Regions from separate parts of the Mus musculus genome. Here region 1 is linked to region 2. The links are chromatin contacts, called in public HiChIP or PLAC-seq maps. All regions are on one chromosome and are shown on one strand. The core of a region is the stretch at or near the end of the contact, and the rest is flanking DNA. Distances in the headings are between cores, read along the strand shown.

Evidence for each region. HiChIP or PLAC-seq counts read pairs in DNA pulled down with a chosen protein or histone mark.
Region 1: a contact with region 2 is called in an H3K27ac HiChIP or PLAC-seq map of microglia, with 7 times the contacts expected there. The contact joins the enhancer-like site here to the promoter of Adm in region 2. A contact is called at or near these places in 21 of 39 promoter capture datasets (the 3T3-L1 cell line, 3T3-L1-derived adipocytes, the C10 cell line and 14 more), 2 of 15 datasets of contacts at CTCF or cohesin (embryonic stem cells and large pre-B cells), 23 of 484 Hi-C or Micro-C datasets (the HL-1 cell line, adipose-derived mesenchymal stem cells, arterial endothelial cells and 7 more), 20 of 115 datasets of contacts at active chromatin or transcription factors (the NIH/3T3 cell line, Th17 cells, bone marrow-derived macrophages and 10 more) and 5 of 9 other capture datasets (adipose tissue, embryonic stem cells, liver and 2 more).

The regions. Positions count from the first base shown.
Region 1 is chr7:110,376,593-110,380,804 of GRCm38.p6, forward strand. Sbf2 (SET binding factor 2) reads right to left here. Exons shown (of 41, transcript NM_177324.2): 18 at 1,372-1,542. Among named protein-coding and RNA genes, the nearest start is that of Gm32861, 90 kb to the left of the region's middle. Within about 2 kb of position 2,944, at least 17 of the 459 cell types and tissues checked have an H3K27ac peak or open chromatin away from gene starts, as enhancers often do. A contact at or near this core is called in adipose tissue, bone marrow-derived macrophages and microglia, where this site is marked.
Region 2 is chr7:110,626,164-110,630,778 of GRCm38.p6, forward strand. It overlaps Adm (adrenomedullin), which reads left to right and starts at 1,494. Exons shown (of 4, transcript NM_009627.2): 1 at 1,494-1,658; 2 at 2,094-2,213; 3 at 2,362-2,511; 4 at 2,699-3,657. The coding sequence starts at 2,116. The coding sequence ends at 3,005. It overlaps Gm28863 (a long non-coding RNA gene), which reads right to left. Exons shown (of 3, transcript XR_003946665.1): 1 at 3,797-4,615; 2 at 572-2,252; 3 at 1-335.

The DNA of each region.
Region 1 (4,212 bases), core at 1,694-4,193, 250 kb before region 2:
CACATATGCATAAGTATTTTATCTAGCCATGGAGCTCTAAAACATATTGTATCTAACCCAGGGCTCAGAGATGGGGATACAGCAGCTGTGACACACTTGCTGTATGAATGCTTTGCAGATATATCAATGCCAGCAATCACAGCTGGTTAGAACTCAGCAAAGGCCCAGTAACAGTCTGAGTGAGGCCCCAGTCCAACAGTCTCTGCATCAGTTACAAGTTATACCTTAAGTGGTACATTTAGTGTTACAACAACAACAACAACAACAACAACAACAACAGCAACAACAACTCTGAATATTAATTAAATTTGAGCAATAATGATCAAATGTGTCAATGTTATTTGCTATCAAAATTTTTATTTTTCTCCTTAATAAGAAACCAGAATATGTTTAAGATGATGCAGTTATGACTATGTAGCTTTCCTCAGATGCCTAGGATAATCCACACTTTAGAAATAAGTTCAAGAAGAAGATGATGGACAGAATCTGCAGTGATGAACTCCCCAAAATCAGCAGTTCACTCTCAAGTGAGTCAACACTGAGTCTTTTAGGTTGCTTTAAGTTCACTTCATGAGAATGATTTTAATACTTACTACTTAATATTGCCAAGAACTCTTTATAAGCCTTATACATATCAGATAGGAAAATCTTTTTTTTTTATTTATTTATTAGGTATTTGGAAAATCTTACAGTAATGACATCTACATATTTTACAAATGAGGAAATGGGGTAATGTGACTAGTTAGTCTAAGAACAGAGAGCTAGTCAATGGCATTTAAGATTTAGAGTATTTTAATTTTAATTTTCTTGATATTTAAATGCATGTATACAAAGCAATGCTGCATATATATTATATACAGCATACAGAATAATCCTAAAGGAGGACTTACATTATTGCTGATGCGTTTCTGAACAGGACTACTGAACTTTACATTTATCTTCATAGTCAGCTGACCTCACTTTTCTTTTTTTTCTTTCTTCTAATGCTGGGAACTGAACTCAGGGCCTTGTGCATGGTAGGTAAAACCAATCTAATCTGAGCTAAAGTTGGCATTTCTTCAAGGAAGTAAGCAGTTAGAGACTTATACCTGGAATTATTTTAGGTATGTCTTTTTTCTATTCAACTTTCTCCAATTGTTTACAAGAATTTCTCATTAACATTTAACAATTCTAGTGCTAAAGAACTTTAGTATGAGTCATTATGGAAAAATATAGTGCCAGAATCAAAGGAAGAAAGATGCTCACCATGGGCTGCCCGCCCTAACACTCAGTAATCAAGTGGGTAGAATCCCTTTGGCCTCGGAACATCTGCCTGAGCTTCCTTCAAGTCAATCCTAAGCACACACGTGTACTGTTCAGTTCTTCTCTTACCTTCTGCTTCAGATGTGGGATATGATTGTCGTCCTTTGCTGAGAGATACAGGGAGCGAACCTGCTCCTGTACTGCATTGTAAAAAGTTGTCTCCCAAAACTGCTGATTTGTCCAAATGGGGTGGTCCTGTACACAGGTGTAGGCAAACTGGCTGACTCCAGGGGCAAGTTTCTACGAGAGCACGTAATATTTATCAGTACAATGATGGCAGATTACAACAGTTCAGAAGGTCACAGGTGCTACAGTTAATTGCAGAGGTGATAAAAGATTTATTTAAAGGCTTGGTAATCAGCACTGTATTCATGTTCAACTGCAGTCTCTGTATTACATTCTTTCAAGTTTTAGTTACTTTCCCTACCCAAATGAGCATTTTAACAGTGGTTATAATATTAATTGTAGAATTAATATAGTTCTATGACTTATAGAATATACCAGAAATATGTACTACTCTGGTGTGAACAAGGTGGTGTACAGTTATAACTGGAATGCATGCTAAAACCCAATATAATCTAAACATAAAATTCTAATAATATGTCCAGGCAGTGGTGGCGCACGCCTTTAATCCCAGCACTTGGGAGGCAGAGGCAGGTGGATTTCTGAGTTCAAGGCCAGCCTGGTCTACAGAGTGAGTTCCAGGACAGCCAGTGCTATACAGGGAAACCTTGTCTTGAAAAATCAAAAATAAATAAATAAAATAAAAATTCTAATAATACAAAATTTCTCTTATTTGATTTATATTTTTTACATTTGTTTTGTCTATGTACGTATTTGTGTGTGCGTGCACCATGCATATGCATGCTATAGCCTGTGTTCAGAAACCAGAGGACAACCTACAGAATAGGTTCTCTCCTTCTATCATGTGGATTCTGAGGATCAAATTTAAGTTTTCAGGCTTGCTGGCAAACATCTTTATTGATCCATCTTACTGGTGTGAGAATTTTAATTAATTTTTCGGACAGGGTCTTCCTATCGTGCCCAGGTTAACCCAGAATCTTCTTGCCTTAGCCTTATGAGTACTGAGATTAGACATGCGCACAACTATTTCTGGCTAGGGGGTATAATTCGCCACCTCTTAGCAAATACTGGCTAACATTACAGAAAAGAGAAAAAAAATGTGGTCCATTTAACCTTCTGTAATTGAATTAATCTGTTTTTGTGTGTGTGTGTGTGATTAGAAGTACAGTTTCTGATAAGTTTTCTTTTTAAGCAATTTAGTAAGCTGAGTTATGTTCTGAAATGTTCAATACTAAAGATTATTACTGTTAAGGTTTTACATATATAATTATGCAGAAAAAGTTCATTTTTAGGGCTGTGTTCTAGGTAAGCTAGCAGTAGGATGCTATGCTTGATGCAATTTCCCTCTTGATCTAGGGCATACCAACCCTAAAGCTGGAGCAAGCACCAGTATACCGTGAAATTCAGCCTTACACACTTACAAGCAGCATGACTGTGATTTTGCCTGCAAGAATCTCTGTGTTGTGAACTGCCTCGGGGGTGACTAGCTATCACTACAGGCCCTTCTCTAAGGTGGCTATAAATAGACGCTGGCCATGAGGCAGAAAAAGGGGAAGGTCACGTTTGGTTTTCACGATGCCTCATTTGCTCCCTTCAGATGCTGTCTTCCATAGGAAGTGATGGACACAATGTGTGTGGTTCAGCTAGCTGTGTCAGCCGGAACAACACTGAATCACGGGGTTTTTCTATTCTTTGCCTATAGCTATCCAATGACTGGATTATATATTATCTCCTCCATATTTTAGATCTTTATTTCAGTAACAGCTCAGAGTCCTATGCAGAGTGAGAATGTTTATTCCCGGGTTATTTTTATACCACTGCAGCTTGCTCATCATACTTACTTGTTACTCCCTGTCCCTTCCTCTCCCCAAATGGCCCCCCTCGGCTTCCATATATAAATATATGATCGTTTTAGATTTTGTATGGGTGAAAACATGCTATATGTGTCTGAAAGAGATTGTAAAAGCATAAAATTCAAATAAGATGAAGCATAATTCTGAGCTGGGTGTAATGGTGCACGCCTTTAATTTCAGCATTTGGGAGGCAGAGGCAGGTGGATTTCTGAGTTCAGTCAGCTTGGTCTACAGAGTGAACTTCAGGACAGCCAGGGATATGTAGAGATACCCTGCCTTACTCCCTCCCCCCAAAACAGAATATAAGTTGCTTTTCCCTTGAGTATAACCCAAGGTAGAGCCATTTCTTACAAATGTAGCACAATGTAAGCCACAGCAGCTATAAATGGTCTAGAGTCTTAACATGATATTAATAGAGATGAGTTAAAAACCCGAGCTGTCTTTGTCAGTCTCTTAGAGAGGCTAGGGAGGTTCTTCCTGACTATGACAGTGTAAAGAAGCCTTGCCTTTCCCCTTAAGCACTACGCTCAGTCATGCTACATAGTTCTTTTCCTGATCACATATCCACTGGAATAATTTCTCTGTTTATTTGTAAACTAAATAAATATGTAAAACTTTAAAAAATCTTTGTAACAAAATGACATTATATATTCAAAGGCAGAAGAATGGTGCAAAGCAGAATGAAAAGGGCCAGAGGAAGAGCCAGAGCCTGTTCACTAGTGACAACTACGGCATTCTTAAGGGAAGGTTTGTGGTGACAAGATAGTCAACATATAGCTGTAGCAGCCGATTAAGCTATACATTAAGAAATCATTAATTCAGTGGGATGGCACATGATTTTAATCCCAGCACTCAGGAGGCAGAGACAGGAAGATCTCTGTGAGTTTGAGGCCGGTCTGGTCTATATAGCGAATTCCAGGACAGTTAGTACTGTTGCATGGAGAAACCCTGTCTTGAAAAACAAACAAGCAAA
Region 2 (4,615 bases), core at 244-2,743:
GTAATCTCGGCGCGGCCATTTCTCCCCCAGGTGCAATGTCCATGGTTGTCTGGAGGGTGACAAACGGGCTGAACCAGCAGTGCTTAGCATAGTCTGCGCTGTGAGCAAGGTCCGCGGGACAGGAATGCCTAGTCGGTTTTGCTCTTGGTCTAACACTTAGAGGCAGATAAGGTAGGACACTGGGAGATCTGCCGGGGTCGCCAGGAAGAGGACATGAGTTGTCTGTGTCCACATCACCAGGGCTGGGGGCTAGGAGCTGTCGTAGGTCATGTCTTTAGCTTCGGGACCTTCCGGGAGACCTGCATGCGGAGCTACGCCTGTCGCCCAGTTTGGCCCTAGAAGGGAAGAAAGTGAACTCACGGATCTGTGAAGAGCACCAGCCCGTGGCAAACGTGTTCGAACTGATTCATCGTGAATTAGCACATATCTCTGGGCTAGGCGGGGGCCGGCATTCTCCCCCCACCTGATGAGAATGGTGACCCCAGCCAGAAAACCGAGCCGCTGTGCCCCAGTCTTTTGAGTCCAGACTCTACAGCTTCCCACCTTTAGTGTGACTGGGCAATAGACTTACCCTTTCGGCACTTCACTTTAATTCAAGAGAACACCAGCTCGGGAGTGTAGAGATCAAAAGCGATTGGGATCTGGCTGGGATTTGTCAACTGTAAAGTGATTAACATATGTGAGGCATTAGTGTGCTCCCAGTCAGTCAATCCTCACGTTTATGATGGATGAATGAAGGCAGTCAGGTCAACTCGCAGGTCATAGCCTTATAAGGGATAATAGTATCACAAGGAAGAAAACAAAACTATCTCTCTTCCTAATTTTGGCTATTCCTGTATTTCCAAATAGGAATGTGAGTTCTGAATTTTCAGATAACTACCCTCTCCAAACCCCAATTTCCAATTCAGCTGTTCCCAGTTCTGCCCTTATTACGAAATCCGTACTGGCTAGTCTATCGAGAAACCCCTCAGTCCCAGTCACTGGAGACTGAGCCTCTCCCTTCCAGGTGTACCCTGCGGGCACAGATGGGGGTCGAGGCTCAGTCAGGTGCTAAGCCGGCAGGGGGCGCGGTCCATTTGAGGTCACAGCTCCCCAAGTCCGGGGTTTTGGTTATCCATGTGTCCCACCCGTCTCCCGGTTCTTGCAGCACTGTCCAGGAAGCTCAGATCAGCACTCTGGGTTGTACACATTATGGGCAAAGGATTCACCCCACCCGAGTTGTTCTGGTTCCCCTTCCCTTCTCACTGTTTGAACTCTATGCTGGGAAATTAGGGCAAGGGAAGTCCTGCTCCAGTCTAATCTCTCAGAGCGGATCTCTGAGATGTCTAGCCACAGGGGACCTCTTACCCCTACCCCCCATACCCACAGGCAAGCTGCAGGGCAGGTCTGGTTTTAGAAGCAAGCACGCTGGAGAGGGAGGACTCCAGGGCAAATCTGACCACGCCCACCGTCCGCCCCTGAGCGCTTATAAGACGCTGGAGCTGGTGCTCACTAGTCAGTGGTTTCTTGGTGACACTAGACAGAGCAACTCCAGCGTTACCGCTCCCGCTCCTGGTTTCTCGGCTTCTCATCGCAGTCAATCTTGGACTTTGGGGTTTTGCTACTGTCAGAAGGACTTCTTTCTGCTTCAAGTGCTTGACAACGCACCCCTTTATCAGGTAGGAACCGCTGGCCTCCAGCATGTTAGGGAGGGGGACGGCTTTGCCAAAGCCCCAAAACTTGCAGAGCTGGACAAGGGGGAACAACCCACTTTAGGGTATCCAATGTAGAGAACACCTCATTGCCCAGGTCTAGCTCATGCGCACAGCTGGAGCTCTCTTGAGATCCCCCCTCCTCCTTGGGCTGAGATCCTGGGACTTTAGTTGGAAACCTCTGGAAGCCTGGCACTTCTCAATGGCTTCCTTTGCCTTGCTTGTCACCCACCCGGCCAGCGCAAAAATCTCCGGTGTTTCTCTGCGCCAGTGGGGGAGATAAGCAGCTGAGCCAGGAAGAGCGCTGCCAAGCGGCTCCCCGTCCTGCCGCCACCCTTCGCGTGCTGACGGGATCGTGCTGCTGGCCCGGTTGCTCACACTCGGTGTCTTGTTCCTTTCCAGGGTATCAGAGCATCGCCACAGAATGAAGCTGGTTTCCATCACCCTGATGTTATTGGGTTCACTCGCTTTCCTAGGCGCGGACACTGCAGGGCCAGATACTCCTTCGCAGTTCCGAAAGAAGTGAGTTTGGGCCGTGCTTTCTTTCTTCACTTTGAATACCTGGCAATGAGAGAAAACTGAGAGATGGTCTGGAGGTGTTACAAAGGGAGTGGAGCTGGCTGGGACATCACTTGAACTTAGGCCAAACGCATCTGCTTGTGTTTTCTAGGTGGAATAAGTGGGCGCTAAGTCGTGGGAAGAGGGAACTACAAGCATCCAGCAGCTACCCTACGGGACTCGCTGATGAGACGACAGTTCCTACCCAGACTCTTGATCCATTCCTGGACGAGCAGAACACAACTGGCCCCCTACAAGCCAGGTAACTATGCTCTCTGCAGAGGATGTGCCCTCTCCACTACTCTGACCCTGGGGATTGTCCTGGCTGCACTGCAGCTGAGGCTCCGGCGGAGGGAACGGGTTCCAGGTCCCTCGGGTACTGCATGGCTCCGGTCCCAGGTGGTTGGGACCAAAGCCCCGGTTGATGAGGTGTCCTTCCTTCTTCACAGCAATCAGAGCGAAGCCCACATTCGTGTCAAACGCTACCGCCAGAGCATGAACCAGGGTTCCCGCAGCAATGGATGCCGCTTCGGGACCTGCACATTTCAGAAATTGGCCCACCAGATCTACCAGCTAACAGACAAAGACAAGGACGGCATGGCTCCCAGAAACAAGATCAGCCCTCAAGGCTATGGCCGCCGGCGCCGGCGTTCCCTGCTGGAGGTCCTCCGGTCCCGGACTGTGGAGTCCTCCCAGGAGCAGACACACACAGCCCCAGGCCCCTGGGCGCACATCTCCAGACTCTTTAGGATATAGGTGCGGGTGACAGCATTGAACAGTCGGGCGAGTATCCCGTTGGCGCCTGCGGAATCAGAGAACTTCGCACCGGGGCGGACTGAGACAATCCTGCAGAGATCTGCCTGGCTGCCCCTAGGGGAGGCAGAGGAACCCAAGACCAAGCCAGGCTCATGCCAGAAACCGAGACTTACAGGCTGATACTCTCCGGGCAGGGGTCTGAGCCACTGCCTTGCCCGCTCATAAACTGGTTTCTCACGGGGCATAAGCCTCATTACTACTTGAACTTTCCAAAACCTAGCGAGGAACGTGCAATGCTTGTTGTCCAGCCAAAGGTAACTATAGTATTTAAGTTTGTTGCTGTCAAGGTTTTTTTTTTTGTAACTTCAAATATATAGAGATATTTTTGTACGTTATATATTGTATTAAGGGCATTTTAAAGTGATTATATTGTCACCTTCCCCTATTTTAAGACGTGAATGTCTCAGCAAGGTGTAAGGTTGTTTGGTTCCGTGTGTGTGTGTGTGTGTGTGTGTGTGTGTGTGTGTGTGTAAGGTGGAGAGCGCCTGATTATCGCCTGTGGATGAAGAAAAAACATTGTGTTTCCTATAATCTATTTACATAAAATATGTGATCTGGGAAAAAGCAAACCAATAAACTGTCTCAATGCTGATTCATTCTCGGTTCATGCATTTGGGGAAGGATGGTGGTCTGGGTTTGGGTCGGCCTGGAAGTGCTGAGATTCTGCTTCTTGTTTTGGGAAGATTGAACTGCATTGTGGGTGCAAAGCAACCTCTCTAAGCAAGGCTTACCTGTTGTGAGCTCTGGTGTCCATGTGGATGCACAAAGCGCGTGTCCTGGGAGGGAGTCAAGAGTTCTCTGAGATACCCGAGTTCACCTCCTTGCATGGCAACCAGACCGGGTAGGGTAGGGTGAGCCCTAATAGGCGAGCCTGGGCTCCTTAAGTTGCGCAATATACTCCCAATTTTATAGGGTTGCTCACTGGACCTGAGCTAAGGCGCTCTTTGGAGACTTAAACTGATATCCAAGGCTTTCTAAGTAGAGTTTATGCTCCAACTGTGGGTGTTAAAAGCTACCGGGGGTGGGGGACCCGCAAAACGTTCGCACAGCAGCTCTGGGAAACCCTCAGCTAGCAGCCCAAGTCTTCACTGGGCCCTGACGTCCATAAGCGGGGCTGTAGCGCCCCCTGCTGGCCACCATGCGTGCTCCCCCAAAGAGCGGTAGAGTAGTACGTGCGGTTTAATAAGTTCTTCTACGTGGGAGTCAGCACATAGTCTTAATGAAAGAGGAAAGAAAGGGGGGGAAAAAGCAGTTTGCAGATGCCAACTGGGCTCCCCTCCCTTCGTCTTCTCCCCCCTTCCCCGACCTGCACGCGGGCTTGCTGTGCAGGGGCAGTGACTCAGCGCCCACACGCTGCGCGGCGAGCAGCTGCTGGCCGGAGGCGGGCGGATGGACGTGCAGCCGGAACCGTGCGCCTCCGAGGGCCTGAGACCTTCATTGTTCGTCTCCCCTTCCAGTTCTCCTCTTCCTTCCTCTTTCCCAAGCCTTTTTTCATGCTGCCTTCACTTCTATCTAGCCTTCTCTCCCTCTTTCCTTCCTCCGTGCTTTCA